2 separate regions of the Sus scrofa genome follow, and region 1 is linked to region 2. A link is a contact called in public HiChIP or PLAC-seq data. All regions are on one chromosome and are shown on one strand. Each heading gives the region's core, a stretch centred on a gene start, on an enhancer-like site or on the middle of the called end of the contact. The rest is flanking DNA. Distances are from core to core; before and after follow the strand shown. Region 1 holds the start of LOC106505265. Region 2 holds the start of EXOSC8 (exosome complex component RRP43).

Region 1 (5,940 bases), core at 3,367-5,866, 47 kb after region 2:
TCATAGTTTCACAATTGTGATTTCACAGGTCAGAAATATTTTCAATGTTTTATGGCTGTTCAGAATATGCACAGCATAACCAATTACAAGGACTCTACCTCTATTTTTGGGGGGGGCATGCCTGAGGCATGCAGAAGTTCCTGGGCCAGGGATTGAGCCCCATGCCACAGCAATGACCTGAGTCATAGCAGTGACAATGCTAGATCCTTAACCCACTGAGCCACCAGGGAACTCCTAGACTCTATATACTTGAGCTCTTTCCCCTGAGCAGCTAGAAAGTTTGTTAAAACAGAAAATTTTAGAAATTCTATATCCTTGTTCAAATATATATTCCACAGTATTATTCAATTTTTATTCTACAAAATTATTATCTGAGTATTCCAAGTAACAGATGATCCAAATATCATCTGGTATTTTACAGCAGAATTTGCAGAGTCATCCTGAAATAATATTAATGTACTCCTTTGATAGTCACATACAAAAATCTTTTAAAACTGAGTTTTGTCGATTAATGACAACACTATTTCAATATGTAACTTAGTCACGCCTCACCTCTGCACGATCCAAAGCTAGTTCTAAAGCTTGTTGCTGTAAAAAGTAAATAGTGTATTTGGTAATATTAGTTATTTTCACACAAAAATAATTTAATATACATATAACATTTTCCAATTAAGTGTTTAAATGTGTTTTGTTTTCTAAAACAGGTCTAACATTTTTATTTCTCTCCTCCACCCACCCCATTATGCTTAAGATATATGACAAAGAAAAAAATATTGCAGTCTCAGGAACCTGAGTATGATAACAAATTTATTAAGAAATGCTACAATGATGTTCTCTGACCATGCTTGTGCAGGCATATAGAACTGAAGGATAGATATGGTAACTACCATTTTATAAACTGCAACATTTTAAGAGCACCATTCAGGAAAATATATTGGTCATCAAGTATGTAATTACAGAGAAGCAAAGTCTAAAATCCCTTAATCTACTAGAAATCTTGAAAACCTGGGGGGCTGTTATGTTGGTACCTTATATTGACTTAGAAATCCTTAATATAATGCAAAGAACCTATAATACAATGTTTCTAGGTTAGTGCCTAGCAGAAGTCCAATAAATAATGGTTATCCTTACCATGTTTTAATGAATTTTTAAGACACCATCAATTACATGTCTGGATTGTTATATGTAATATTAGGAAAGAAAGATATGCTGTCAATTATGATTGTTAAGATGTCACTGACTGTAGACACATTATCAATTATTAAAATGTAAAAGCAAATGCATCTTAGAATTGATAAAAACACATTATCACATACACAATTTGAGATCTACTAGTAGATCCCCACCCTTCATTCACTTCTGAGAGACCCTTATTGTAGGGCAAGAGGGAGAAATAAGAAGGTAAACTCTTATTTTCCTTATTTGTATAGCATTCTTTCGTAATGATACCTAAAAATAAAAGGTACTAGATTTTAAACAAAACTAAGCAAATATACCACCAATGATCCCTCTTTCTAGTTTTGTAGTCTGGGTATCACACAAAGTTAGAGTATTTTTCTTTCACAATGATGGTCATTTTTATTTTCACTAAGAGGCAAAGAATTTTCATTTTTTATTTATAAGAACCTACACTTTTGTTTTATTTTGCAGACTCCAATTACTCAATCTACCAAGCTGCATAGAGTAAAAACTCGTAGCCCCCACTAATATCCCAAGAGGGTTGACAGAAGCATAAGTATTGCTACCCTTCGGAAATCATGCAAAGGCTGAAATGACCCTGTCATCCTAGACTTAAGGATGGAGAAACAAATGATGACAAAACAGCTGGTCTTTTTAGACAGCAATTAAAACCCCACATTATCAAGCATCTAAATGGAGTAAGTATAAAAAAGTCTGAAATACCCCATTATTTCAAAAGGTTGTTAAAATAAACGTACATCAATTTAATTTATTAAAAAATTATGTGGGCAGATTCCCAATGAAATGAGTTTCCAGGATTCAAGATGTGACTCTTGAGTATTTTCCAGCATAAAAACATACCTCTGAATATACACTCCTGATGAATACACAAGGTTCTTTTAGTTATTTTGGCCATAAAACCTTAAGGTAAATTTCTATCAAAAATTTATAAAAAACATGATCAAATGTATATCCTAGGACAATTTCAAATAATCAATTTTCTCAAGTAAATATTTTATCTTCTGAAATCAAAACTTTAAAAGGTCTAGTAAGATATACTTGCATACGTAAACATGGGCATCATTCATTCACTACTGCATTTCAATACTTAAGAGGGAAGTGATGAGCTAATATAAATGCAAAATATAAGGCAAGGTCAGAACCCCACTGTGTTAGCTCCACTTTTCTCTAATAGAGAAAGGGTAGACAGGCAAGATCTCAAGCAGAGAAGATATGTTTTCTGAGGTTTATTCAACATTGTGCTCAATGTTCATTTATTCTTACTGTCAAATGCTGCTGCTTCTTTAACAGATTAGTGATTTTTTTTTCCTTCTTAACATTTAACGGCAAAAGTTAAATGCCCAATCCTAAGTATGTTTAGTGACTCTAAGTGAGTGGTGAGCAGAAATGTGCCATTAGAAGGCTAACACTAATGCTGCTTAAATGTTATTTTCAGTAAGGAGGTTAACATTTGTTTTTAAAATTTTTTTAAAAATCTAAATTAAGAGAAATTTTAAGATATGAGGAACTCTGCCCCCAAACTACTTGAATTTACACCCATCTTTGTTGCCAATGATGTGGACTATAGTAAAAAAGACAGAAGTAATTGTTTTTTAAAACTTCACAAAAATAAGGACTGACAGATTATCTGTGTAACCTGGATACAACTGTAACACTAAATGGATAAATGAGGCCCCTAGAGAAGATTTTGCATGTGATTACTAAGTAATTTCCCAATTAGGGTAACTTAGGCAGCTTACAAGAATCTTTATGTATCATATAGATATTTTTATCAGGAGAGAAGAGAACATTCTAAGAATATTAACATACTGAGCTGTAGCTTACCATTGTGGTATAAAATAGGGGTCCAAAAGGAAGAAAACTTATGTGCGTTGACCAAGTGGGGTGAAAACCATATCTTTAGAAATCAATCTTAGAGAACTGTAAAAGCAAAAACAACAGAACCCCTATATTAACCAGGCTATTAAAAGACATAGCATGACTTAGCAATTAAAAAGGAAAATTATTCGAGGCATGTATATTTCTAAGACACCTTTAAAATAATCAGTAACAATAAAACATACATATCACAATTGAGCCACTCATTTTTTTTTTTGGTCTTTTTAGGGCCGCACCTGCAGCATATGGAAGTTCCCAGGGTAGGGGTCGAACTAGAGCTGTAGATGCCAATCTATGCCACAGCAAGGCCAGATCTGAACTGAGTCTGCGACCTGGATCATAGCTCACAGCAACACTGGATCCTTAACTCACTGAGTGAGGCCAGGGATTGAACCCAAATTCTCATGGATCCGAGTTGGGTTTGTTATCGCCAAGTCATGTTGGCAACTCCTGAGCCACTCATTTTCTTAAATTACGACTGACTTACAATATGCCAATTTCTGCTGTATAGCAAAGTGACCCAGTCATATATATTAGCCATTCATTTTTTGAAAAGTACATTTTTAACTAGGTAGGGCCAGATACAGTTTGCAAGTTAAAATCATTACTCAGTTTCTTAAAAATATTTAACATTTAGGAGAGAAAATAAATATTTTTAAACTTCTTCAACCATCACTGCTGCTGCACTCACTGTTACCCTGGATTATTTTAACAGCCTGCCCTCTGGCCTTGGTCACTGTACAGTTCACTTTACAAATCATACGTCTCAGCATACCTGCTAATAAAAGTCCTCCCAAACGTTCCAGCTATCTTCCAATGCAGCTCCAGACCTTCCAGCCTTTCCCCTCCTCAAACAAGATACACTCCCTGAGAACCTCATTCCTCTAACACACAAGTTCTCATCCTCGCAGCACTACTGAGTAACCTTGCGGACCTTTAAAAGGTAGGATACCACCCTCCACTCTCCAGAGATTCTAATTAGCTGGTCTGGAGTAGTGCTCAGGGATCAGCATTTCTGAAGAGCTCTAGGGGATTCGATGGTGCTGCCTGTGTTGCTATCTATGCTCTCTGCCTCCCGAAGATGGTATGTTTGCTCTCAGAGTGACCCTAAACGAGGCTTATTTTTAATCTAATTCTTTACATAACTCCTTGCAACCATCCACCCCCCGCCCCGTGACCGTACACAGCTGAGCACATCTTTAAGTGACAGAAAACAGTATTTTCCATGTAAAATTGTTTTGCTTTGTTTTTGGTGAAACCAAAGCTTAAGTTTTACCAGTTCGGGTTTGAGAAAAAGAAGGGTGGAGAAATCAGGTAAAAAACCCACAAACCACCAGAAATGACAACCACCGTAGAGGTTCCAGAAATAATAATTTTAAAAATAAATAAGACATTAATCCTACTCCAGAAGAGCTCGTGGGAGGTTTAAGATGAACTCAAGTTAAGGTGAAAATTTTCTGATCAATGAATCCAAAGATGAAGATACACTAAGTATAGGCAAAATTTAATGACTTTAAAATTAGATCTCTTGTCACTGAATGGAGACGGAAGGGGGGGACTGGGTGAGAGGTATGCTTAGCGACCTCTAAGTACCACAAAACACAGTAACTACGGACACCACTTAAAAACCAAATATGTTGACTACGCAGAATTTACTAGAACGCTATGAGAAAAATCACTGTAATTATCATCTCTATTTTACAGAATAAGGCTGTCACAACCAGTGGCTTTCCCAAGATCACACAACTGGACCGGAATTCAGACCCCTCTCTCTTTTAAATCTTAAAGTTTCTTTTAGTAAATTTTACAACCTTCAGACCACTCAATCCAGCACCCGTTTTTAGATTTTTTTAAAGCAAAACATTTAAAACAAGGACTCGATTCCTCCTAATTTTGATCTAATTTTACATCATAACTAGTTTGATTTCTACCAGGGGCTTTGGGTTTTGTACCGGGAAAACGGAGCCCCTCCCCTGTGGAGACTATCGGAGATGGCTTCCAGGGGCAGCTATTCGCCAAGTTTATTTCCGAATTCCCAGTAACCACGGCGAGGACCAGTATTCAATCCAATTTAAATGTCGCCATCAGTCTCACTGACTGCCCTGATCGACGTGAGTCTCCTCCAAAGGCTCGAGCTTCCGTTAACAATTTAGACTTTACCTGAAAAACGCCCTATCTCCACAGCGCAGCGAACAGCCTTTATTCAATATGGACACCGAGAAACCCGCCCCCAAAGAAGCTACGCAAAATTCTTGCGAGCTTCCGGAAATACCTGTAACCGGAACCCCAAAGTCAAGACTAAAATGAAAACCGTGGCGTGACAGCCTCCAAGAGGCAACGGAGGGGACCAACACCGACGGCAGCTCGCTCGCCTCGGCCCGCCGCGTCTGTGGGAACAACGTCTTTCTCCCGTCGGCTTTGGGCCCTGAAGCGGCGAAAAGCCACTTGGGAAATCGCTCCCTCACCTCTGACCCCGCCCCGAATCTCGCGCGCTTACCCCGCCCGCCGAGGCCCACCTGTGCCCGGAGCCGCCTCGTGACGGCGCCGCTGGCTCGGCCGGAACGTGACGTGCAGCCTCGGCCCCCCGCCGCCAGCTGCACGCCGGCCAGGGGCTCGCTCCGCACGCCCTTTCGCCGGCGCAGCGCTGTAGCCCCGCCAATCGTCTGTTCCGGCGCCCGCAATTCGACTGGCGGGCTGGGCGGAAGTGGTGGAGCTGGGAAGGCGGGGCCGCGGTCGGGAGGCCAGATACCAGCACACTCCGGTTTGCGGTTGGTCCCCGCGAGCTTTGTCGAGGCTCAGGCACGATGGTGGGGCGAGGCCCACGAGCGCCTTCTCTGGCCCTACATCCAGGTCCGAAAAATG
Region 2 (5,774 bases), core at 2,157-4,656:
AAAAGTCATTGATGACCTCATTGTGGCTATATTTTAAAAAGGGGGTTCTAAGCTTAGAGATAAATGCTGAGGATTTACAGATAACATGTTATGGCTTATGTTTGCTTCAAAATTGATTCAGAAAGGAAGCGGGGTGAGGAAACAACACACACACACACACACACACACACACACACACGTAACAAGATCAGTGTGTTTTGTAATAATTTTCTCCTCTGGCTTTAAAAAAAAAACCTATTTGGGTAACACTTGCACACAGGAGCTCATCTTGCCAACATCAGCTTCCTCATCAGTAAAATAAAACAAATGATGATAACACTTATGTCTGTGTTGTTTTAAAGACCAAATGAGATAATCCCTGTTAAATACTCAATAAATGGTAGCTCTTCTAACCACTTCAAGCCAATAGAACAAATACTTCCAGGACATGGGTGTATGTGTATATCCAGACAAAACTATAATTCAAAAAGATACATGCACCCCTATGTTCATAGCAGCACTATTCACAATAGCCAAGACATGGAAACAACCTAAATGTCCATTGATGGATGAATGGATTAAGAAGATGTGGTACATATATACAATGGAATACTACTCAGCCATAAAAAGGAATGAAATAATATCATTTACAGCAACATGGATGCAACTAGAAATTATCATACTAAGTCAGAATGAGAAAGATAAATACCATATAATATCACCAATATGTAGAATCTAAAACATGGCACACATGAACCGATCTATAAAACAGAAACAGACTCACAGACTTAGAGAACAGACTTGTGGTTGCCAAGGAGGAGGGAGAGGGAGTGGGATGGACTGGGAGTTTAGGGTTAGAGACAGAAACTATTACATTTAGAACGGATAAGCAATGAGGTCCTACTGTATAGCACAGGGAACTATATCCAGTCTCTTGGGATAGACCATGATGGAAGATAATATAAGAAAAGGAATATATATATATATAAATATATTACATATATATATGACTGGGTCACTCTGCTGTACAGCAGAAATAGGCACAACATTGTAAATCAACTATACTTTAATAAAATAAAGTGTTTTTTTTAAAGTATTTCCAAGACAATCTCATAACATACACATTTAAATACGTGCAAGAGTCAACATTAGGCAGATTCAATTTAGGATTCTGTCAAACTCTGCCCCATCCTAAAGCTAACCTCCCCCGACTCCCCAAATGTCCATATACTAAGGGCAAAGAGGATTCCTTTCCCACCCAAACACACAAACACTGAAGAAGTCAGGATATATTGCTGTTTCTCTAAACTACTTTTAAGCTGTAAAATTCTGGCAAGATGGCAAAGTGGCCTTCCTAGCAATGCTATCTAGGCTGCCAACTTCAAAGTCAAGGAAGCAGGAACCTCTCCATTCACTAACTAGGTGCCAGAGAGTTGGGGCGGGGTGGTAGAGTAATTCACTTGACGCTTTTTCTACTCCATTTACTAACTAGATGACAGACCCATTCCAAAACACATGGGAGAAAGTTCACTTGGCAACTTTTCTACTACTTTTGGATCAGCAAGTGTTACAATGATTCTGTGTTTCCACCGTAATGGCAAAGAAAATCCGAGCTTAAGTTCTACTGTGTTGCCTCATTTAGAGGCAGCAAACTTAAGGTGTTGAATTCTGGGACATATTGACCCCCAGCATATGGTAACACTGGCCTTGTCTAGGTATTCCTGTGACCCCAGTGGGTCTCCTTAATGCACGAGTCTAACCAATCCCGTAACAGATGGCACTTGTCAGTGCTGCCACCACTTTCTATTTCCTTATCTACATCGGGAAGGGAGAGCCTGCAAAGCAAACATCTGGGGGCTCAAGACCTCCCTGGTGGGGCCAGAACTGCAGCGACTGCAAGGCCGGGAGGAAATGCTGGAGAGGTCGGGACAGACGCGGCGGGCGGCAGAGGGTCCGGAGACTAGGGGGCGAAAGAAGACAGGGTGGGCATGGCCCAGTGAACCCAAGTTCTAGGCTCTGGACACGCAGGGAAATAAAGCTCCAAGATAAAAATAAAGAACGTTAGAAAGATGCGTAAAATTCTAGCAGAAGAAATTCTGGGGTCGGAGCTTAGGTGAAGCATGGTTCAAGGGACACGTCGAAGAACCGGCAGTGCGGAGGAGAGGATGCCTGGGGGCCGAGTCTCCACCCGCACCCGCGTCGGTCCCCAACCCCTCTCCTCACCAGAATTAGGGCTGCGGCCGCCAGCCCCGCGCCAAGCACGGCCAACTGCAGCAGGAGCGGAACCATACTCCATGCCCAGAGGCCGCCGCCGCCCGCCCTCTGCAGCGCCTACACACACGCGGAAGTGCAGCCGCGGGCCCCGCCTCCCGCCCGCAGAGAGGCCGCGCCGGTCGGGCGCCCGCCGCCCACAGCGCCGCCGCGCGGCGAGGCGAGGAATACTTAGCGGTGTGAGAGACGCTCAGTCCTTGCGAGGGGCAGGCGCTCACTCAGTTCCACAGTAGCAGGGTTGCCAGATTTAACAAATAAAAGTACAGGATATCCATTTAATTTGAATTTCAGATAAGCAACGAATCGTTTTATTTAACAGCATTATTAAAATACAACTCACATACCATACAATCCACACATTAATTTTTTCAAACTCTGATAATGTAAAACATAAAATTTGGCACTCTATACACTTTACGTGTACACTACAACGACATTAATTGCATTTACAATTTCTTTCAACCATCGTCACTATTTCTAAAACTTTCCCAGTTATTCCCCAGCTTCTGGTAGCAACTAATCAAGTGAAAATTTTTTCTTGTACCCACAGTAACAAACTACTCTTTATCTGACATTCAAATTGAGTTGGATGCCCTGTATTTTATCTGGCAACCCTATCTAAGAGGGAGGTGTAGGTCTTGAACCATGACACAGTCTACAACAAAACTGCTCCTTTGGAGCCCGGTCAGGTTGCTTGGTGCGGATAAGGAGCGAGCAGAAAATTTAGGTGATTCTTCCGTGCTGGAGCAGGGAGGACTTTACCTGGGAGGAGGCAAGCCCAGGGCCCAGTCAAGAAGGGGGCGGGAAAAGGATGCTGAAACACTGGAGTAATGCTCCACACTCAAATACTTGATCCTCTGATGTAAGGTAGGTTTTCTCCTGAGTCTTGAACTACCACAGTTTCTAAACAGACACTGGTCACTTCTCTAATAGCCGATTCGTCAAAACACGCCAAAAGCAAGGAAACCTTGAAGGGCGTCTGGCTAGTGGCGGTCGAAGGGAAGGCATGCAGGAAACAATCCCCGCCCCGCCTGGCTTAGCTCTCCCCCATTGTACTCTGCCTTCCAGATACCAGGCAGCAGAAAGGCACAAACAAACATCAGTGTTGAAAGTGCCGCGGCGGAGCAGCTGCGCGGGCCAGAGGTGAGGCGATACCCAGGCGCAGGCGCAGGCGCAGGCGCAGGCGCAGGCGCGCGGGCGGGAAGATGGCGGCCGGGTTCAAGTGAGTGTGGCTGCACGGCGGGCGGGAGTTCGTATCCTAGCGGATTGCAGCTTCATTTACTCTTTAGGTGGGATTTTTCTCACCGAGAGACCATCCCACCGGACGCCCACTTCCTTCCATCACGGAAGTAGGCGACGGGCGGGAGGACTGGAGGGGGTCGTAGTGAAAGGAACGGGGGCGTCCTCCCCCAGTGAGGCTGTGCTGGAAGGACTGTGTGGCGTTGCAAGCGCTGCAAGCGCTGCAAGCGCTCTGGCTTGGTGTGTAGCGACATGCAGCCCAGGAGACGTTGGGAATCTCCTAAAAAGTGTTCCGCCCGGGCCACATGCCACCCTGCTCTCTCTCTCTCTCAGTCTTCCGTAGTTTACTTTTGAAAGCTTTTGTGCCTTACTCGGAAGGTTTTAGGTGTTTTTAGTGCCACTCTGGAGAAGCCTATACATTTTTCTTTTCAGAGTCTAGTTTTAAGTGGATAAAAGAAATGGAATTCCAAAGAAAACCAATTATATTGAAACAGTTGTCTATTTGTATATAAACTCCAAGTTTATGGCATAGTGAGATAGATCTGTTTTAGAATTAACTTTCTTAAACAGGGTTTAGTGGGGAGTCTAGTATTTCGAAGTAACATGAGTATTACATATATCTTCGACAACTACAAAGTGATAACGAAAACATTTGCTATCTGTGGTTGTTAAAGTCGCAGGTACGGCTCATAATGGTTTACTACCTAGTCATAATTGAAGAATATGCTGAATTTCAGTGGCGGAATGGGTAGTGAAAAATAAATATGTAAATTTTACCATTCACGGAGAATCCCTGCTTCAGAGGAGAGTGATGTTATTTTCACACTTGGATTAATTCTCTTTAAAGATGCCCCAGGGTCTTGGGCTCCAACTTTCTACTTGTTTAAGGCAGAATTAAGGACCGCACTTGAGTGTGATTGCTGTGGCAAGGTATCTGCTTTTTATAATCAGTAACATGTGGCAACATAAACATTAGAACTTAAGAAACTTAGTTACCAATTTTGGAGATTTCTGCTCCATCACCACACTCTTAAGATTTTAGCCAAGTTTCTGAATTCATATTAAGATTCTTTATCTTAATATTTATATGTTTCAGAACTGTGGAACCTCTGGAGTATTACAGGAGATTTTTAGTAAGTAAAGGTGGTTATGTACATGTTATGCCTTTTGATAATGATGTATGCTTTTTTCATAAATACAAATAAGTCATATGTTGTATAGCGAAATTAATGTTAAATGTCAGTTATGCCTCAATTGTTAAAGACAGTTTTCAAGTAATCCAGATTTACTTGAGTTGAAGTTTAATGTGTATTTCCTGGTGCGTGTAAAATACACATGTATGTAATCTACTTTTGTGTATTTATTTAGAAAGAGAACTGCCGACCTGATGGAAGAGAACTTGGTGAATTCAGAACCACAACTGTCAATGTAGGTGAGGATATTTTGAGTTCTAAAATACAGTGTTGAGGTTGCTTCAGTTCTGAAAATAGAATTTTTCTTGTTTTTTTATACTAGTAAATTTTTACTTGTTAAGTTTTAAATGCATCATTCTCTCAACTGGTATGTTCATTTTATTATTTTTAAATTTTTTTTGTCTTTTTGCCTTTTTCTAGGGCCGCTCCTACGGCATATGGAGGTTCCCAGGCTAGGGGTCTATCGGAGCTGTAGCCGCCGGCCTACGCCAGAGCCACAGCTACGCCAGACCGGAGCCGTGTCTGCAACCTACACCACAGCTCACGGCAATGTTGGATCCTTAACCCACTGAGCAAGGCCAGGGATCGAACCCTCAACCTCATGGTTCCTAGTCAGATTCGTTAACCACTGAGCCATGACGGGAACTCCTGGTATGTTCATTTTAAATTTTAAAGTAACTGTAGTGTTTCGCCCCTTCCTTTAAAAAAATCTTGAGATGTGGGAGTTCCCATCATGGTACAGTGGAAATGAATCCGACTAGGAACCATGAGGTTTCGGTTCCACCCTGGCCTCACTCAGTGGGTTAAGGATCCAGTGTTGTCTGAAGCTGTGTGTAGGTCGTAGATGGGCGGCTTGGATCCTGCATTGCTGTGGCTGTGGCGTAGGCCAGTGGCTACAGCTCCGATTGGACCCCCAGCCTGGGAACCTCCATATGCCATGAGTGTGGCCCTAAAAAGACAAAAAAGACAAAAGAAAAAAGAAAAAATTTTAAGATATGGTTTTCTCATATATCTTAAATTTATTAAATCTTCTATTGCAAACATAGAATTTTCTCATTATACCTATATGACATGCCCAAGTTTTAGCCCCTG

The links. HiChIP or PLAC-seq counts read pairs in DNA pulled down with a chosen protein or histone mark.
Region 1: a contact with region 2 is called in an H3K27ac HiChIP or PLAC-seq map of skeletal muscle. The contact joins the promoter of LOC106505265 here to the promoter of EXOSC8 in region 2. A contact is called at or near these places in 2 of 5 promoter capture datasets (fetal liver and liver), 17 of 47 Hi-C or Micro-C datasets (alveolar macrophages, brain, differentiating spermatogonia and 10 more) and 2 of 2 datasets of contacts at active chromatin or transcription factors (alveolar macrophages and skeletal muscle).

The regions. Positions count from the first base shown.
Region 1 is chr11:12,859,174-12,865,113 of Sscrofa11.1, forward strand. It overlaps LOC106505265, which reads left to right and starts at 4,617. Exons shown (of 8, transcript XM_021065389.1): 1 at 4,617-4,647; 2 at 5,013-5,189; 3 at 5,263-5,332; 4 at 5,403-5,940. The coding sequence starts at 4,617. SUPT20H (transcription factor SPT20 homolog) reads right to left here and starts at 5,762. Exons shown (of 24, transcript XM_021065260.1): 1 at 5,595-5,762; 2 at 3,025-3,120. The coding sequence starts at 3,027.
Region 2 is chr11:12,813,675-12,819,448 of Sscrofa11.1, forward strand. It overlaps EXOSC8 (exosome complex component RRP43), which reads left to right and starts at 3,407. Exons shown (of 11, transcript XM_021065264.1): 1 at 3,407-3,472; 2 at 4,586-4,622; 3 at 4,858-4,921. The coding sequence starts at 3,456. ALG5 (ALG5, dolichyl-phosphate beta-glucosyltransferase) reads right to left here and starts at 2,295. Exons shown (of 10, transcript NM_001244320.2): 1 at 2,203-2,295. The coding sequence starts at 2,268.